Linked DNA regions of Bicyclus anynana: region 2 is linked to region 1. Evidence: chromatin contacts called from public Hi-C data. All regions are on one chromosome and are shown on one strand. The core of a region is the stretch at or near the end of the contact, and the rest is flanking DNA. Distances in the headings are between cores, read along the strand shown.

Evidence for each region. Hi-C and Micro-C count contacts between places; a contact is called where the count stands out from the background.
Region 2: a Hi-C map of whole body shows a contact between it and region 1, with 1.9 times the contacts expected there. The contact joins the promoter of LOC112049660 here to the enhancer-like site in region 1. A contact is called at or near these places in 2 of 2 Hi-C or Micro-C datasets (whole body and whole larva).

Annotation. Positions count from the first base shown.
Region 1 is chr10:3,958,652-3,961,455 of ilBicAnyn1.1, reverse strand. LOC112049763 (eukaryotic translation initiation factor 4B) reads right to left here. Exons shown (of 15, transcript XR_008251119.1): 12 at 2,509-2,548; 13 at 935-1,593. Among protein-coding and RNA genes, the nearest start is that of LOC112049763, 16 kb to the right of the region's middle. Within about 2 kb of position 1,340, at least 8 of the 8 cell types and tissues checked have open chromatin away from gene starts, as enhancers often do.
Region 2 is chr10:4,007,309-4,010,190 of ilBicAnyn1.1, reverse strand. It overlaps LOC112049660 (transmembrane and ubiquitin-like domain-containing protein 1), which reads left to right and starts at 1,607. Exons shown (of 9, transcript XM_024087675.2): 1 at 1,607-1,917. It overlaps LOC112049645 (double-strand-break repair protein rad21 homolog), which reads right to left and starts at 1,388. Exons shown (of 20, transcript XM_024087633.2): 1 at 1,259-1,388; 2 at 745-1,051. The coding sequence starts at 1,002.

The DNA of each region.
Region 1 (2,804 bases), core at 91-2,590:
AAGCCATGTTAGGAGTATCTCAACGTGATCGAATCAGAAATGAGGAGATCCGCAGGAGAACCAAAGTCACCGACATAGCTCAACAAGTTGCGAAGCTGAAGTGGCAATGGGCGGGGCACATAGTTCGAAGAGCTGATGGATGTTGGGGTCCCAAAGTGCTGAAATGGCGATCCCGCACTAGAAAGCGCAGTGTTGGTCGACCCCCTACCAGGTGGACTGACGACATCAAGCGAGTCGCAGGGATTTGCTGGATACAGGTGGCTCAGTATTGTGATGTTTGGAAGTCCCTACAAAAGGCCTATGTCCTGCAGTGGACGTCCATCAGCTGATATGATGATGATGATGATGACTCAAAGGACACTTTATAACTATTTAAAAAACAACACAACTACCCCAGTATAAGTTAATTACGTGAGAGTATTGGCAAAAATGGAAATATTGCTATTGAATGAAGGTTTATCTCCTAATTTCGAAAAAATTACAATGTTGAACCATTTTTATTTTAAATTAGTTCTTCTCTGTTACCAAGTTAATTTATAGTGCATCTTAAATCATCATAAATATTTACCACAGTGCGCAACTTCACTGTAAGTTATTTTTACTTGTTCAGGAACAGTTTGAAGATCTGTTAAAATGTACTCTCAAGACAAGTACATAATTGCAAACTTATTTCGTGGTTGTTCATTACGAATATTATTTAAACGGATACATACCACGATAAAATGCCGACATTTTTTAGACGAGACATTAAAAATCTCGGCATTTTATCGTGGTATGTACCCGTTTAAAAAAATATTCGTACATAATTACAGTTGAGTAGTTATAGCGTGAAAACGTAAATAACAAGGATTTCGCTTTCACAGTTTAAACTTAAGTAAAGACACAGACATCTACTGTCATGTGTTTTGTATGTAAAATAAAATACTGAACATACCGGTTTCTCTTGCTCTTTCAACTTGGGCATGGGTTTATCGTCGGGCTCGTGTCTGTCGCGGCTGCGACTGTGGCGACCGTTGCGCTGCGCCTGCTCGTCTTGTATCTCCCGCGACGTGTCTCGAGAGCGTTTGTCCCGCGACGAGTCTCTCCTATCATCGTCGACCCTGTCGCGCCTGTCCTCGTACCGGTCGCGTCTGTCGTCCCTACTGTCGCGGTCCCTGCTATCGCGTCTATCGTCCTTGTAATCATCCCTGTCATCGCGTCTGTCTCTGTCGTCGCGCCTGTCCCTGTCGTCGCCGTCGCGTCGGTTTCTATCATCCCCGTCGCGTCGGTCTCTATCATCCCCGTCGCGTCGATCTCTATCATCCCTGTCGCGCCGGTCTCTATCGTCCCCATCGCGCCGATCTCTATCGTCCCTATCGCGTCGGTCTCTATCGTCCCTGTCGCGTCGGTCCCTATCGTCCCTGTCGCGTCTGTCTCGATCGTCCCTGTCGCGTCGGTCTTTGTCGTCCCAATCGCGGCGATCGTCTCGGTCGCGTCGGTCCTTGTCGTCTCGGGAATAATCGCGCCTGTCTCTGTCGGTGGAGTAGTCGCGTCTGTCGTCGTCGCGCCTATCTCGGTTGTAGCTCCGCGAGTCTCTGCCGCGATCGCGATCATCTATAATCAAGCATAAACAATTTCCTTATGAAAATGTACATGTAAACACAATAAAACTATTATTACATGATTAGTTACATTTTCATTACATTTATAATTCTGTGTTATATGATTTTTGTGTACCATTAACCGTTTTTGCAGTCACACAACAGAAGCTAATAAAAGAAATAACTTTTTCCGTTCTTAGTTCTTGGCTCATTTTTCATTAAAATGCTCCTAATGGTTGTAGAATAATGTTATATCAATGTAGCCTTCTTCGATAGACTGTAGAACAACACAAAAAGACGTTTTATATGAAAACTGTAATATTAGTAAAGATAATTTATAACACATTTGCTTGTAGAGTATCGCTTATTTCACCAATTTCAATATCGTAATGTATCTCATTACGCACATGTACCCTAATGTAAAGTAAAATGCACATGTGCCGTAATGTAATATAAAACCTTAACGGTACTTTTTTAATCTTGGCAAAGAGTAAGAAATTGTCAGAAAAGTGCTCAACATTATATTAATAACATTAACTTTGTGGAATAAAATATAATAATAATTTTGACAATAAATGTAAATCTGTATCAGAAACACAAAAATATTAATTTACTTTATTACTAATACTGGCTGTTTTTGGTGCATTTGTCTGACAAACGCTGATGTGCGCACTTTGTTATCTGTGCAAAAATGACAAGCGTATAAAAATGTCATCGGAAAACAGGCAAAGATGTAAATAAATTTTCAGAAAGTGTGTTTCCTTACAAAAGTGATAGTTATAAAACGTTGTATGACATACGTGCGTTTTGATAATTACAGCCTCTGCTTCCTTACTATAGCTCTCGCCTTTGGCTCGAGCTGCAATATCGCCACGGCTGTAATTTTCAACTAACGCACTGAATAGAATGTAATTAATATGTTACTAACCACGTCTTGGGGCAGGACGACGATCTCCTGAATGATCATTCTGTAATGCAAATGTTAAGTTGAAATTTAATACATAGGCATTTGAGTAAACTATTTTGTTTGTTTGAAATGTGAATTAGTCAGACGGTAGTGATCTTAGCTGTGTTTGATAAAAAGCGGCCCAAGATGGCTGCCATTACAAAATGGCGGATGACATAGTTTTTCATAACTCCTTCAATATAGATATCAAATGAAAGGGCTTGACTATTATAATATTATACATTATGACAATGTTTATATCCAAGATGGCCACTGCC
Region 2 (2,882 bases), core at 358-2,857, 48 kb before region 1:
TTTGAAATGGATGTCTATAAGCCACCTCTCTGCCAAATTGCAAGTTTGTAGTGTAAAAAATGAAGGACTTTCATACAATATTATGAGAATACCAAAGAAAAACCACAATTGCTGAAGCAGTGCCTTTTAAACATCTTCGTAAAAGACTGAATTCAAAGGAATATATCAGAAAGGGTATCCAAAGCTGCTCTAGTAGGATCTTACCAAATTTGGCTCGACAGGTAGAACAACACAAGTGGAGAAGGGGAGTGTTAGTTAACTGTCAAGGACATCCTTAACCCTCCATCAGTCATAAGTCAGAGGATCTGCTCGGAGTCTAAATTGTACTTCAATACAAGTATATAAACCATTTGCATCTTATGTTGGCATTTTTTTTTTATCTTTTTATAGTAACAATAGCCCAAACAGAGGGCCCAAATAATGGAATAAGGCCTTTTGTGTAAATAATAAAAAACCATAGCCTAAACAGAATAACACTTCACAAGGCATACAAGAACACATCCTACAATAGTCCTCTGTACATAAACATTAATTGTTAAGAATCATGTGCCTGTAATTAGCCAGCAACCATGCTAAAGAGTGGAACTCAGCAATGCTGTTTGGCGGGAGAAATAATCGCAGCACTACTTGATTGGACTCTGTCACAATATGCTTGACTGTTGACCTACCAATTTAAAAGTTTATCATGATACAGATGCTCTTTCATTACAAAATGTAATTAGTTCACAGAAAATTTAGTCTTACCTTGATCTTAACGAAAGCCTCATTACAATCTTGCAGCAGATACTTGGCTTTCCTAGAATAGATTCTGACTACTCCCAGCAATAGATGGCCTGAAGTACGCAAGGCCATCTTCACTTTTGGCTTTAGGATTCCGTCAACTGATTTCTCAATGTTGGTTTCAAATACGTGCGCCTTGGTCAACTTCTTGTCCCAATGAGCTGCCAGCCAAATTTTGGCCAATGGGCCCTTTTTGGCCAGCACAAAGTGCGCGTAAAACATCGTGGCAGTTCACTTTACCCGTTACTTTATTAGTTACATCAAATTATTTCTGTGAAAAGAATGAACAAATGAACACAAAAACAAATTACACATTGAAAGAAATTAACAAAACCTAATGCTTTCAAGACTAATTTGGCGCCTATTCTACTTTCGAAATAATTTGCGAATAGAACATGATCACAGCATAAATTTTTATATTAGAACATTGCTTAGGCATTAGATTTTAGTTTTTATTTATGTAATAACGCGTAAGCACCTATTTTTATTAGAAATAACAATTTCTATAGCATTCACATAAGTACAACGTAAACATGACAACAATTATGCTTTCAAGATGGCGGATAGAGACCGACAGTTCATGAATCAATGATGAACCGTCACATTCGTTCAGAATTCGAATACTATAAAGCAAAGAACCTAAAAAAATATACTTGAAGATTTTATAGACTTGTTACATGACTAATTATTAATGTACATAGATATAAAAAATGGATCATTGTAAATGTTTTTATTTAATTTCTTGGTGTAATGAGAAGAATAGGAAAAATTACCCTGTGCCTGTGACAGTTACGTTATCTGTGGCGTGCAATTGTCAAGTCAATTTGATTTGTCAAATTGTCAGATTTTGAAGTAATTTTGTGAATTTTTAATGTAATTAATTAGTAATTGCAACAATTATTGGTTTTGGTGTAATTTAATCGCACAAAAAGTTACCGCGACAGTGTAAATGTTTATCTTCTTGCAAATAGAAGTCGCACCTTTCAAATATCGGAAATTATAATGGTTTTCAGACGGTCGACGTAATTGTATTTTCAGCTGGCTTAGAGATGTCCTCTCTTGCTATTGATTCTGAACTGATGGCATTCTAAACAGCTGTTTTAAATTTAAACTACACATTATTTGCAACTGAGTAAGGTAAGTGCGTTTGTGTTTAATCATTTTACTGTATTTTGGTTGGCATGTACGTGACCTTGAGCGCTATCGAATGCATAAAATTATTTATACTGAACAAGTACCATTTGTTATCTGTGGATTCCAGTAATATTCCATTTACTTTGTAAATAATAGTAAAATTAAATATTTTTTTTGTGTTTGTTCTATGTTGGAGCACAGCCTCAACTTTCCACAATATTTGTGTATCTTAAAAAAGTCCTTGAAAAGTCCTCAAATGACAAAATATGTTGAATATTTGTATAATTATAAAATATTTTAACAAGTTCTGCCAAAGTTCACATTGATTTATTAGGTACTGAGAGGTCTTGTGTTGGAATTTTATTTGGTTCTGTACAAAAAAAAATGACAATTCATTCTTTGCTGGCCTGGTGGCATGCTTTGGCTTTATCTATTTACCTCTTAGTTTAAAGTAATACAACATAATGTAACAAGTGCAAATCACCTAAGTATTCTTATGCTGGATAGCCTTCTGCTCTAAGATAATAAGAAGCGTGTGCTACAAGCTAAAGCTATTAGTGATTGAACCTTGGACCTTTCAAATTTCTAACCCTTAACCAACAAATACAGTGGAAAAAAGTGTAACAAAAACAATTTAGATCTGTCTGTCAGTTTCTCTGTTAAAGAGAATAACAGTATGATTTCCAAATTTATTTAGCCACAAGTAAAAGAAGTGTAGAGCCGTGATAGCCCAGTGGATATGAACTCTGCTTCAGATTCCGGAGGGTGTGGGTTGGAATCCGATCTGGGGCATGCACCTCCAACTTTGAGTTGTGTGCATGTTAAGAAATTAAATATCACATGTCTCAAATGGTGAAGGAAAAACATTGTGAGGAAACCTGCATACCAAAGAATTTTCTTAAATCTCTGCATGTGTGAAGTCTGCCAATCCGCATTGGGCCAGCGTGGTGGACTATTGCCCTAACCCC